Linked DNA regions of Cyprinus carpio: region 1 is linked to region 2. A link is a contact called in public Hi-C data. All regions are on one chromosome and are shown on one strand. Each heading gives the region's core, a stretch centred on a gene start, on an enhancer-like site or on the middle of the called end of the contact. The rest is flanking DNA. Distances are from core to core; before and after follow the strand shown. Region 1 overlaps LOC109047527 (nuclear factor 1 A-type). Region 2 overlaps LOC109047523 (inaD-like protein).

Region 1 (6,979 bases), core at 4,027-6,526, 180 kb before region 2:
TTATTTCCATATGAAAAAAAAGAGTTATTAATATTGATATTAAATATAGACATTTTAATGTTCTGTGTACAATTCATGGTTCCCACATTTATGGAAAAATGGAAAGAGCACATTTTTAAAGTGATTTTCCATGCCTGGAAATAAATCATTTAAATTAGTTATTACTTAATTAGTTATGGAAAGTCATTAAATTATATATTGAATATATATTGTATTATGCACAGCTATCAAATATTTAATCAGCTAGAAATTGCTCTTGTGAGCGCAATCTCTTTTAACTATTTATTTATTTTTATTATCTAATAATCACAAATAAGTGAGTCATATAAATTTCCAATAGTTAATAGTATATATAATATAATATGTGTGTGTGTGTGTGTGTGTGTGTATTATCACAAATAAGTGAGTCATATAAATTTCCAATAGTTAATAGTATTTGTATTTGTATTATTATAAAATATTGTTGTTGTTTTCTCAAAGTTTTTGAACATTATCAAGATTTGTAAAAAAAAAAAAAAAAAATTGTTGTTGTTTTCTAATGTTTTTTTTAAGTTTTCTTTGATGAATATAATGTTCAAAAGAACAACATTTATTTGAAATAGAATTCTTTCTTACATTTTAAATGTCTTCACTTCACTATTATTTATTATTTTTATTATTTTTAATCTTTCTTACTTTACTGAACAATAATGTATAATTGACACGAAATTGCACTTTTTAAGTAAATTGTATGATAATAATATTATTAATAATTATTAATAATAATTTTAGTTTTTGAACTTTAAGTTTTTGAAATTAATTTGTCAAATGTTGCAGGAACCTTGATAAGCATTTAGTAATTTTGAAAGATTATTGATAAAAATGAATCCTTACAACATTTGCTTCTAATTCCGACCTTTTCTGCTAGCAAAAATAAGGAAATTTTCTTAATATTGTTAATAATTAATCATAAACCCTGTGTGTTTTTTACAGTAGAGGTTTTTATTCAGACGTTTTCTGCTAGCAAAAATAAGGAAATCTCACTGAGTTACTCTTCATAACTCCTCGTGTGTGTGTGTTTCCTGTCTCCTCACACCATCATAAGGCCCATCTGTCTCCTTTCACTCCTCTTTATTCTCACAACTGCCTCTCGTCTTATCAAGGCCTCTGTCTGCAGCGCACCACACTCATTAGAACCGGCGTAAGCACCACTCTTCATTAATCTACGCCCAATCTGTCTGAGTGAAAACAGGCCTTTAAACACCACATCAGTTCTATTGTTCACAGTATTTGTGGCGCTTGGAAAAAAACTCACTTTATTTATCGAACAACACACAGCCAATGCGAGCGGAGTCATGCCTGTAAGCTTTGTGTTTGTGAATGAGGAGAGAGCGCTGTGCAGGCCTGACTCACACATCTCCTGTGTGTGTGTGTGTGTGTGTGTGTGTGAGGGGGGTAATACTGTGGGCCAATCCTGGCTGTTTTCCAGCGCTGGCATCTCAGTGGCAGCAGGTGGAGCCCACTGCTTCCAAACCAGCACCAGCACTCCTCCCCCACCCGTCTCATCCTTACAAACACAAACACACTCGCCAGCGCCATGGATGCATTCTCTCAATGCTGATTAAACTCTAAAATGCTGATTCTGAAGTCTTACAGGTCGAAAAACTAGTTTATTTAAATGATTTGTGAAATATTAAAGGAACATTCGAAGTTCAGGGCAAGTTAAGCTCAGTTGACTGCATTTATGGAATTTACAGTGTTGTTATTAGCTAAAATGATTAAAAATCAAAAATCATAACAAAAGTAAATTATCTTATGAAAAACTACATTTAAAAGCTTCAATGAAAAGCTGACAGCTAAGTGAAAGTTGCAGTACTAAAATTACTAAAACTGAATTAAAGCTAAGCTAATAAATATCAATATTAAAAATGTATATTAAATGGCAAAAGTAAATTTTTTTAAACATTAAAATTAAAATGAAAACTGAACATAAAAATAAATGTTCAAAATGCTAATAAATAGTATATTAGTATATAAATAATACCAAAATAACACTGGTGACAATGTTGATAACTACAAAAATGTATTCTGTCCCTTGTTTTCTTTAAAAAAAATAAAATAAAATTGATGTAGAAACAATTTCACTCAGATATTGCTAGTAAATTTCACACACACACACACACAAAATAAAACACATAAAATTGATGAAAAAAAAGAAAAAATACAGAGAAATAGCCAGTAACACTGAATTAAACATGGCATTTTGAAGCGAAAATCTGAAATAGTATTTTCTTGTAATCTGTTTTATTTCCTTTGAAAAACCTTTGTTTTTTATTAATATTTGAGGGACTTGCAACCTTTTTTAAAGCAGAGGTTAAAAGCAGAAATATGAATCTTATTTTATAAAACTACTTTAAGTGCATTCATTCTTCTGTTAAAACTAATGTATTGTTTTAGTTGTTTAAATCATCGTTTTTACAGTCGTTTTAGGCTTTAAGGTCTTGGCATGGTGACAAAATTGTAAAATTGCCTACTATATCTTTATACAGCAGGGGAGTAAGTGATTTGTTTCACTTTAAAATCATCTCAACATGGAAATTGTTTGCATCTTGTGGTTATACTATTATACATATTCGCCCCATTTACTTCCATTATAAGTACCTCACTATAACAGATTTTAAATAAATTAATTTTTCAGGAAATCAACACCATACATGAACTAAAAAGTTAGTAAGTATTTATATTTTATTTTAAAATCATGTAAACACTCGTTGTTTACATCTTGTGATTGAAACAGTGAGTTTTTAATGCATTCTCCATTCATTCCCATTATAATCAGAAAATAATTTTTGGAGATGATCAACATTATGCATTAACTACTGAACCTGGAATATACCTTTAAAAATAAACCGCTGCCATTTTATACATGCATTCCTCCTCCCTTTAAAAGTCACCTGTTGTTTCTCAGACATGCAAACTCTTGAGTGTATTAAAGCTTCGGCCTATTTGAAAGCACAATAGAGGTAGAGTAAGGAGATCCTCTGTTGTGTTTCTTGTTGTTTATTCATAAGGCCCAGCTTGGCAAAGCCCCGAAGGCAAGCTGCTGTGGCTCTGGATAATGTTATTACCCTCCGGCTGCCTAACCAGAACTCTAGCCCTGGATGCAGCGACTCCACACAATCCCCTCGTCTGCCCCCATCCCACAAAACCCCTGCCCCTCAGTGCCGACGCTCCAGGTGTGTGCCGTTTGAGCGTGGGACTCCCGAGCTTGGGTGGTATTTACATTTCAAGCAGGCAGAAGGCCACCTGGATAGAACCGCGTTTATCATTCCCAAACATGCATCTTTAAATCGGCCTCATTTGGCTGAACAAAGAGCGAAGTGTGTATGGCATGTTTAAATAAACGAGAAAAATGTGTCTTAATTTCCAGCTTTTCTTTATTGCAGTGCATGTGATATTTTACAACACTGACGGACAAGGCAGTCTTGCTGAACTGAAGGGAGCTCAGCATTACAGCCTCTCAGTCTGGAAATCAAAGGGGCTTCTGTATAGAAAGATCACCCTCTTGTGGCTTTTAATGGAATGCAGGAAAAAAGGTGAATTAGTTACACATCTCCAGTTCACTCTGGACTTCAGCTCATTCAGACTGAAGCCAAACATTAACTGTCATCAGCTTCTCATTACTAAAATACAGTAGTGTATTAGTAAAACAAAATATGTATATTTTGGACACAATCGTTGGACTGATGAAATGGTTTGAACAGGGCTTATCCAAAATATTGACAATATTTAATTGCATCTGGAATTATTATTATTATTGACATTTTCTACATTTCAACAGTTTGCATAATAGGACTTTGTATTATCTTTTTTTAATGCAAATAAATAGTTTGCATAAAAAAAACACCTAGTCCTATTATGCAAACTATTAATGCTTCATCACACAAAAATGTAACCTCTTTGCCATTTAAAACACCCATAAGCAGAGCATAAGTTATCTTAAATTACAGATCCATTTAAAATTTGAATTATATTTAACAAGTGTGTCTGAAAAGGTAAGAATGGCTTATTTTTTGTTACATATTTACTGTTGTTTAAGGTATAAGACGTGTCGTGTCAGTTCAGATTGCAGCCTCTAGGTGGAGTCTCTACCTATATTTGATGGCTGACCGGTTAGAATGAGGAAAGACTTCGGGCTAAATTAATGATTTATGATGAGCATTGAGTCGATTATAAATAATCATTTATATTCTAAATGATATTAATAATTACAATAACAGCTATTATAATAATAATGAAATCCTTAATTATTTGTATGACACTATTACCATAACACAATGTTTTGGGATTATATGCATGAGGTAATACGTTTATAAATCTTTACTGTAATAATAAAATCATTATTGTTTAATTTATTATGTTGTACGATTAGTACTTCTTTTTTTTTACTTAAATTTATGTAATATTCTCACATTTGGGTTTAAAAGGCTGCAGCATTACTTTAATCTTATTTTATCTGACATTTAATGAGTTCTGCAAAACATTAGATGTTATATATTTTCATTCACCTTTACAAAAACCTTAACTAAAAATTATTTATCTTTCTTTCTCATTATATGGCTTTTTAATTAGTCATTAGACACAATTACAGTGAAAGCGGGTATTTTTTCACATCAGAATAATTTAACTCTTTATGATTTTGTGTTTCTTTTATTGCGAACACTTTCCCTTAACTGACTTGCATTGTGTGTGAGTTTTATTATTTTGTTATGAGTATGATTATAACCTGGAAATCATGCTTTTACAATTAATTTTCAGCTGACCCGTCCTGCATAAAGAGTGGGTGGATTTGACAAGAATGCCTTTATGCAAACTACAATCATTTAAATATGTCAATATTTCGAGTTGCTGCTTTAATTTATTTACATCTAAATTAAGATACGTGCTTTATCATGAGAATATACGTTTTTAAAAGTACTATTGACACTCTCCGAATATGTTTTTTTAAAGAAAAGTTTCTTGATATTAGGCTACAGCACTTGCGTAATGTTAAAAAAATCTCATTTTTTTAAAGTAAAATGGAAATTGTCATTCATGCGAATTTATAAGTGCTAAAGAAATCATCTGTATTAGACTTTGTCAAGTTCTCCAAGCTGCCCGTTGAAGTGATTTATTTAAAAAAGGCTTGCTTAATTGTTATTTTTGTTGGGTATACTTTAAGTAGGCTAATAAACAACATTAACCGAATGGATAACTTATTTATTTATTTCTACTTCTTACACAGTAAGTTTTTAGTCACACTGAGGATAGTTTTTCATTAGATGGCGATCTAACGCTGAGTTTTATACCTTTTACCTCTGAAGACCATCGAGTTGTTCAGTGAAACTTCCGCGCGCACTTTTTCCTCCTCAGTGAAACTTACGCGCGCACTTTTTGATTCACACGTGCGGACTCGTCTGGCAGCGCTAAAGCCCGAACGGATTCTCAAATAAAACCTTGCAGATGTAGCCAATTTTTTGTGCTAATAATGAATAAAAAAGTGATTTGTACTCACGTCCAGCACACAAGTTAGGAAGAAACTCCATCCAAGTGGGTTAAGTGCCTTACCTGATTTGGTCTCGTGACTTTTGCCACATTTACAAATGAGCTGAAAATGCACAATAAAACCCAAATTATAGTTTGTTTATTAGAGTCCAGTCCCTGTAGTTCGCTCCGTTGTCCTATACACACTGCAGTTTTTGCTTCGTCTTTGCCACTCTGCCTCCAAAAGCCTTGGCACAGTTGCCTTGGCATTCAGAGCCTTCTCGTAGAACTTGGCAGAATATACTATAAAGGCGTCTCTAATGTCTCCCACAATTAGACGAGACAAAATAATGTCAATTTTAGATTTTTGTTATAAACGATAATGATTTTTATTTTATTTTATCCGAGATTGTCGCTTGATAACATCCGTCTTTCTTCATGAAAGGCCAACAGAAAACAGTCACGAATGGTTTTGTAGCTCATTTCATTATTAGACAACACACAACAATATATTTCATTTTTAATAACGTTTTTATAATACCACGATTTGAATTAGGCCTACAGTCTAGAGTCTGAAAAGATAAATTAATTGTTATATCTAAGCCTAGTGTAAAAAAAAAAAAAAGCAGGGTCATTCAGATAGACAGATAACCACGTGCAATGACATTAATTTGAACTTTTTCAAAGTGAATATGAAGTCGTGTAAATTTCTGTTACTAATGACGCTAATCTATTTATTTGGCATTCTAGAAAAATATCTCCTAAACTGCTCTTTTGTTTGATAGTTTTCAGTTGAGGCAGTTCCCGCGACCTTCTTCAATGAACAGTTCGTCATTGGGGCCTATAGGCGCTGTTCAGCCAATCAGTGCTGAAATCAGTGTGTAAATGTAAATTAAATGACGTACAGGCACGAAGCCTATCTGTGATTGTAAATATCTAAATATCTGTGAGTTTTGAATTCAGTCCTCAGCACTTTTAGGCCTGATTGGGCATTTTAAGAAGCTCCGCAAATCAAATAATATCAGGTGTTTATTTAATTTCAGAATCAGAATATTTTATTAAATGATACAATTCTCGTCAATTTTCTATAGGCAGCTTTTAAGTTTTGTAAAGGCTGCATAATTAAATACAGCTGGCTGATCTGTCTACACGCAGTGCACGTGTGAAAATGAACGATGCCACGCGACTCCGTTTCAAGTCTCCCGTTAAAGAGTTAAAACCTGCAGAATCGATTGCAACTTTAGTGTTCCAGACCAAGTCGAAGTTGCACATCTGGGTACCTGTCAAATATCCAGGACTGGAAAAGAACGTTTTTGTGTTTTTTGAGAAATGCAAAAGCATTTTTTTTCTTTGCTTTACTACAAAAACTATTGTGTGTGTGTTTATGAAGGATCATTCTAATCAATGGATGCAACAACAACAAAAAAGATCATTTGTAAAGCACATTTCTTTAAATATTTGAAATATTCTATCAAAG
Region 2 (6,895 bases), core at 1,536-4,035:
ACACCCCTGACTGCGTGAGTGACGTGAAGTGGCGACAATGAAATCATTTGGAGTCACGCCTCAGTTTTTTGATCTGACAAGAAGGAGATCTCGAAGTAAGAAGAGCTACATGGCAACATGAGAAGGACCCCCTTGGTAGTACTAGCCATCCTGGTAATGGAGATTAATTCAGGTCTTCTTGAAGCCAAACAACTGATCTGAAGGGTCGGGTTGTGGTGGTTTTGTTTAAAGTGGGATTGTACTCTCATGGCCATTTAAAAGTCATTACTAAGAGTTTTCGCTAACAATTGAAGTCACGATGCAGCCAGACTCAACTGAAATTTGATTGAGCAGTTCTCCCGCGAAGGGTTTAGGGTAGATGTAAGCTGCCCAAAGGGAACGTGGCTTAGCGTAACTTTCTGTTTGGGTAGGATGTCGTCCCTACACCAGACTCAAAAAGAGAAATGACTCCCTTCACAAAAATAATAACCTTGTAGAGTGAAATAATAGCATGAAAAACAGGAAGAATTTGAACTGCGACATGTTCTCCGAAGGTTCTTACGTTTACAAATGCCGTTTTCCACAGAATCATATACATTTACATGAAAGGCCTTTTGCAGGTGGGCTGTAAACCTTCAGTGTGTAAAACAAATTAGTTTGAATCATCGGTAGTGAATGTATGGCTCCAATAATTCATGCTGTCCAAAGAGAAGAGATCTGAGAGAATGCATTTTTGAATCATTTCGATGGTTCAAAGCGCCTAACCTGCACATCAATACAGCATTTAGTCTCATCCACTGAATGTTTTAAAGGAGAGTCATAAATCATCCCAGAGTGTTATTATTTATTTATTGTTGTTTATTTATTCTGTAGCCTGAAGCTGCAGAAACTGACCAATGGCTATTTTATTACTGTCGCAGGAAAACAAGCTACCAAATCAACTATAGGACACCACCCTTAATGTTAATATGTTAAAGAAGGATATGCATTGTGCTTTTCAGCCGTGAACAATTGTTGTAACGTTGTTTTGTTGTTTTGCAATGGTGTCTTGCAATATTAGGATCCAGTTTGTAGCAGATCCAAAGAAAGAGTTGTCTGGATTTACTACCATTGTCATGCCTGCACTGTCCGTGCCACCTTATGCTAAACAGCTGCCCACAGCTATAAGTTTTAAAATAAAAAACAGCTTATACATTGTTCCTCCACCTTGTGCTTCCCAACTCTTTGATTTGGCTTGCGATAAGACTTGTCAACGCACTTGTCAATATTAGTGTCATAGCTAGTAGCAAGAAAGCAACGAATAACTATCAAAGCATTTTTTTTCTTAATGTGAACTTTTAATGAACTAAAGGACCTTTTTCCACTATCAAGAATCTTTGTGCAGAGGAAAGATTCCATAGATGTTAAATGTTCTTCATGGAACCATAGATGCCAATAAATAATCTTTATTTTTAAAGTGTAGTTTCAAGGAATTTATGTAATTGTACAACATGCTTGTCCGTGCCATGGAAATGGTACCCTGTGTTCTCTTCTCAAGGCAACTACAGTGAGAACAACCAAAAGACGGATTAAAAGAGAAAAGAAAGCAAAAGACAGACGTCCTGGAGTTCCTGGTATTCTGTTCAGCAAGATTGAAGGCATGCAGAGCACAGGAGCAAAACAGATGACTTGGCCTGCTATTGATTCCTGTGAAACAGCAGATTTACTGTCCGCCTGACACCACACTGAAGAATTTCAACCCGTTTGACAAGCAGGGCGAGCCAAGGGAATGTTTGGCACTCAGAGAAGACAGTAGCCAACCTTAGCCCAGCAAGAAATATGGGATATCCAATCCGGCCGCCAATGCTCATACCCATCCATTAGCTAGCCAACAGTTTCAACCACGACTTCACCTTGAGCAGTTTCCCATTGAGAATGGGCAACAAATTTCTATCTCGATACTTAAGATCGGTCGTGGACCCTGTGTCTCACCTGGTTGCCCGCTGACGGCATCATAGTCCAATAACATTGCTCAAAAAGTTCCCCCCGTGTATCATCACCTTAAGGTTATGTAGTCCACAGAAACACATTGTGGCATTTCTGTTGGCGTTGACCTAAACTAATTTAATCCAGTTTTGACTGACTATTTTATGCTGTCAGTGGTTGTGTGGAAACTCTGTAATGTGCACCACCCGCTAGGGACTTTTGGAATTGTCATTTTCTTTGGATCTAAAAAAGTTCTTCACACCTGTAACATAGTAAACTGCTGCTACCCCAGTGAGCCATGTACTATATGCCATCTAAATCATATGTGCACTCGGATAAAAATATAAATAAGAAATGGAGCAACCTAGTTCACTTTCTTTCCATCACTCATGTGAACATCCTTACTGATCGGTGTCTTTATTCCGTAGCAGGTGACGTATTGTCATATTAGGAGCCCCCTGTGCCGGCCTGTTCCCCTTGGCCCTATTTTTTCATTGCTGCTCTACTGACATCACTGGCCATGTGGGATGAGAGCAGGGCTTGGAAAGCAAAGCACGCTTGGCTGGAACCCGGCAGCCGGACAATGCAGCCTGTGTCCTCCTAAAGCGGCAGCTGGAGTGGAACTTTAAATCCTCTCTCCAACTTTTTCCTGTCTTTTTTTTTCTCTTTCTTTCCCTTCTCAGTTCCTCTCGCTCTGAAATTGCTTTTCTCTTCTCGTCTGCTTACCGTGCAGCAGTGGCTCACTGGGTAATCAGGGGTCAATAATTGCCGGGCTTGCTGACCCACTTTTTATGGTTGGGCTTGGTGAAGTTTCCCGGTCTGCTCTCCGCAGTTTCACTCAGGGCCTCTGCTGTTAAAAATCCTTGTCAATAATATATCATCTCCTTTTTTTTTTTGAGTGGTCATTGTGGTCTGAACCTTGAGATGTCTTTTGTGGTCTTGTCCAAAAATCAACTGCAGATACTGAAATAACTCAAAAACAACATGCTTTACATTTTTTACATTACAGTAGAAGAGATTTATGTCAGAAATCTCAAAAAATGCAAGGATCGTCCATTTTTCAGGTCTTTTGACATGGTTGGTCATAAATGTTCATGGGCAGATAGATGAGATTACTAATGACTGCGCTCCCGCTTCAGTTTTTACTCTCAAATAACTACTTGTTAATCACTTTTATATTGTCATTCGCCACATAAAAGCCGCCCATATGGGTCATGAAATATATTGTTGGAGACATCAAATCGGTTGAATTGCAGTTTTATGGCAGAGCTCCCCAGAGATGTGATTGATACCACAGTGCTTGGGATGTTGGAGTTGGAAGTTGGCCTCATTTGGCCTTCCACTCTTTTGGATGTGGATTTCAATGCGAGGGTAGCCAAGTCATTCCTGTTGTGAAGTACATATGTGTGTGTTTTACTTTAAGTAACATTAAAAGGTACCGCATAACAGGAATGACCTATCTGCTTGTTTGTAAATTTTTATTCTCTGCTTACGCAGGTGCTGTTTTAATTAAATGTTTGTATTAAAACTTAAGCATAAATAAATGAAACTTCAAAAGGCAGTCTTCTTGATCTGCTTTTTGATGTGTCTGTGATGTATAGGTTAAATCAGGGTCACCATTGCTCTTCACTTTGTTCTCACGTTTTTTTTTTTTTTTTTCCTCTGTTTTTCTGTTTGTGTGTCTGCATTGCCCTCTGCAGGACCCTCTTGATGTTGCGCGCTCTGTGATTGTCATTCGCTCTCTGGTGCCTGGAGGGGTGGCGGACAATCACGGGGGGCTGCTCCCGGGTGACCAGCTGGTTTTTGTCAATGACACTCATCTAGAAACATGCTCTCTGGCCCAGGCCGTAGAGGTCCTCAAATCAGCTCCTCCCGGGAGAGTCTACCTTGGAATCAGGAAACCACTGGTGGTAAGAGCCACTATGTAATTATGGCCTCATACTGTTAACATTCAGTGCTGGAAGTGTTTATTTGGGCAAATATTTAAGATTGGTGGGTATTTCTTCAAAGTATTACTTAGGCTTGTGTAGCTTTATAGTGTTTAAAGTGTCTTTTTCCATCACTGAGTTATTTTATATCTCACAATATGACTATATCTTATTTTAAACTTTATCTCACAATTTTCCATTATTTTTTTTTCCTCCAAAGCAGAGTGCTATGTAAACCAGATGTTTACAATGAATGTAAATTAGGTTACTGTAACACTGTTAGATAAGCATTATAAAAGCATGTTTGGCTTTTGGTAGTTAAAAGTTTGGTTCATCCTTCTATTGGCACAGTGTTATATATGATATGTCCATTTAGTCACTAAGTTTATTTTGCATTGTTTTGTGTCTGTGAACTACACAGCCAGAGGACAAAGGTACTGGGCAGCAGTCCTCTTGGCCTGTAGAGGGCGCTGATGAGCAAACAGCAGCAAAGCAGGCCTTCACTCTCCCATCTATGCAAGAGGTATTCCACTTTTTTTAAAAGCAGTTAATACTTTTGTTTAGCATAAAATTGATAGAGACTTTTACAAAAGACTTCTGTTTTAAATAAATGCTGTTATTTTGAGATTTCTTTTAATCAAAGAATCCTGAAAAAAAAAATATCATGGTTTCCACAAAAATGTTACGCTGTAAATGTTTTCAGCATTGATAATAAGAAATGTTTCTTGAGCAGCAAATCAGCATATTAGAATGATTTCTGAAGGGTCATGTGACTGAAGACTGGAGTAATGAGGCTGAAAATTAGGCTTTGCATCACAGGAATAATTTACATTTTCAAATACATTAACATAGAAAACGCTTATTTAAAATTGTGATAATATTTCACAATATTACTGTTTTTACAATATTTTTAAGCAAATAAATGCAGCCTTTGTGAGCATAAGTCTTTTTAAAAAAAATATTGAAACCTTGAAAAAAACTTTTGAACTACAGTGTACATAAGTGAATGTAAATATATATGTACACTACATAAATACTATAATCTTATATTCACATATACAGTTATTATATATATGGTACTGCAGGGAGTTTGCCAATTATAGACTGATCTATTTTGATTTAAAATATAATTTACAAATACAATATTAACTTAACTTTAACAAAAGCAGAAGTTAGTAAACTAAAGTTAGGCTAAATGTTTTGTTGTCATGAGAAAAATTTGAAGACTCCTGGTCCAACATCTGAAAACACACTTATGTCCATCAATATGTAGCAAAGAAACCCAACTACAGTCGTTATTAACAAAGAGAGCTGAAGAGAGAAAGAAAAAGAGCTCGAGCAAAAGAAGATGAGCGAGGAAAAAGAGGAACAAATGAGCGAGCCTCATGAGAGGAATCTTTTTGGAGCTGATGCATGACCCCCTCTATGGGCCTTTGAAATGTACCATATTATCCTTGAATTTTAGCAAAGATGTAATTGAGGCGGCCGAGTCAAGTGCTGCCGTAAATCTACTCAAAACGAGACTAATTGCGCCATTAAGATTTTAGACTCGGCACATTTTTCATGGCAAATTGGTTCTGCTCGCTGCAAGGGTGAGTGAGAAAGGCGCTGAGTCGGCTTGTTGGAGCATCGTGGGGGAAAAGTGCGCTTTCAGCTCTTATGATCCGTATGTGTGTGGAAGAGGGAGAGGAGGACAAGCTCCGGCACCCTGTTGCAGGGAGAGAAAGAGCTGCTTTGTATGCAGCAGACAGACAAGAGGTGAGATGTCTCTACCCTCCACGCCCACTCCAACATCAGACGTTTCTGTTAGCGGATGATTTAGGGGGGAGGAATGTTAAAAAGGGGTATAAAGTAGCATAGGGTTTCGCTATCAGGAGTTTCGGTGTGGGGAGGGAATCAACTCCAAAAATGAAACAAAGTTGGCCAGGTTTGGACTGAGTTTAATACAGCACTTTTCTGGGTGCTTAATAAATAATGTTTGCTTGTATTTGGTAGATGTAGCCTTGTGGTTCAAGATTTAGGTTTGTTGCCAGACGTTTTTGGGTTCAAATCCCTCAAGAGGCAACTTCTAAACTACTATCAAAGTACGATTAAGGGATTTTTCAACCAAAAATGATCTCCTTAGAAAGTAATACATAGTCAGACAAGTTTGGACTGAGTTTAGTTTAACTCTTGGACTAGTTTTCTAAGAAAAAACTAAAGATGCCATTTTTGAGCACAAATTATATAAATATGAGCATTTAACAGGTTAGAGTTTAGCAGAGCTCTTGGGCCTTGTTTTGAATAAAGATTGCATTTTTTAGCACTGTTTATATAAATATGGACTTTTTAGCTTGTATTTGGTTAATATAGCCTTGTGGTTCAAAATGTTGGATTGGTAGCCAGAAGATTGCAGGGTCAAATTCCATAAAAATTGGTTTATATACTATTATCAATATGGAGTTAAAGAAATATTATACCTAAAAATGCAAATTCTGTTCTATTTCGGTTTTAATTCAGTCAAATTATGACTTTTTTTCGGTAGAACACTAAAGTAGATGTTTTGCAGAATGTTCAAGCTGTTCTTTTCCATATAAAAGCGGTGGATTTATACTACCAAGTTTAAAAAATGCACCATAAAAATTGGTTAATATAACTCTTCTGACTTTTTCTTAGCTTTGAGTGAGAAACAGACTAAAGATTTAAGTTGAAACATAATTTTTGTTGTGGATAGGACTTTGGAAATGGCTCTGTTTTATCTGACGATCTGGATGAGGAGCCAGAGCTTATCCTGGACGCTGAGCCCCGCTACGCCTCCCCCCTCACCACCATTGGCCTCCTGCCCGTCCTGGAGCGAGAGATGGCTGTAGATGAGGATGATGAAGAGCAGGAGATGGACACCATGAAGGATCAAGGGAGCTCCAAGGTCAAGGGCGACAGTCTGCCTTCATACTTGAGTGAGAAGACTCGCTCCTGGGAAGAGCCAACACCATCCAGCCCCTACCAGTTCAACAATCAACCTGATACACAAGAACAGGTTTTAA

The links. A called contact is a pair of places that touch in the nucleus more often than the background predicts.
Region 1: a Hi-C map of skeletal muscle shows a contact between it and region 2, with 4 times the contacts expected there. The contact joins two enhancer-like sites. A contact is called at or near these places in 5 of 8 Hi-C or Micro-C datasets (liver and skeletal muscle).

Annotation. Positions count from the first base shown.
Region 1 is chrA22:9,354,123-9,361,101 of ASM1834038v1, reverse strand. All of the region lies in intron 1 of LOC109047527 (nuclear factor 1 A-type), which reads left to right. Among protein-coding and RNA genes, the nearest start is that of LOC109047527, 24 kb to the left of the region's middle. Within about 2 kb of position 5,276, at least 1 of the 8 cell types and tissues checked has an H3K27ac peak or open chromatin away from gene starts, as enhancers often do. A contact at or near this core is called in skeletal muscle, where this site is marked.
Region 2 is chrA22:9,169,056-9,175,950 of ASM1834038v1, reverse strand. LOC109047523 (inaD-like protein) reads left to right here. Exons shown (of 48, transcript XM_042711777.1): 19 at 3,645-3,854; 20 at 4,294-4,395; 21 at 6,586-6,888. Among protein-coding and RNA genes, the nearest start is that of LOC109047526, 28 kb to the left of the region's middle. Within about 2 kb of position 2,785, at least 1 of the 8 cell types and tissues checked has an H3K27ac peak or open chromatin away from gene starts, as enhancers often do. A contact at or near this core is called in skeletal muscle, where this site is marked.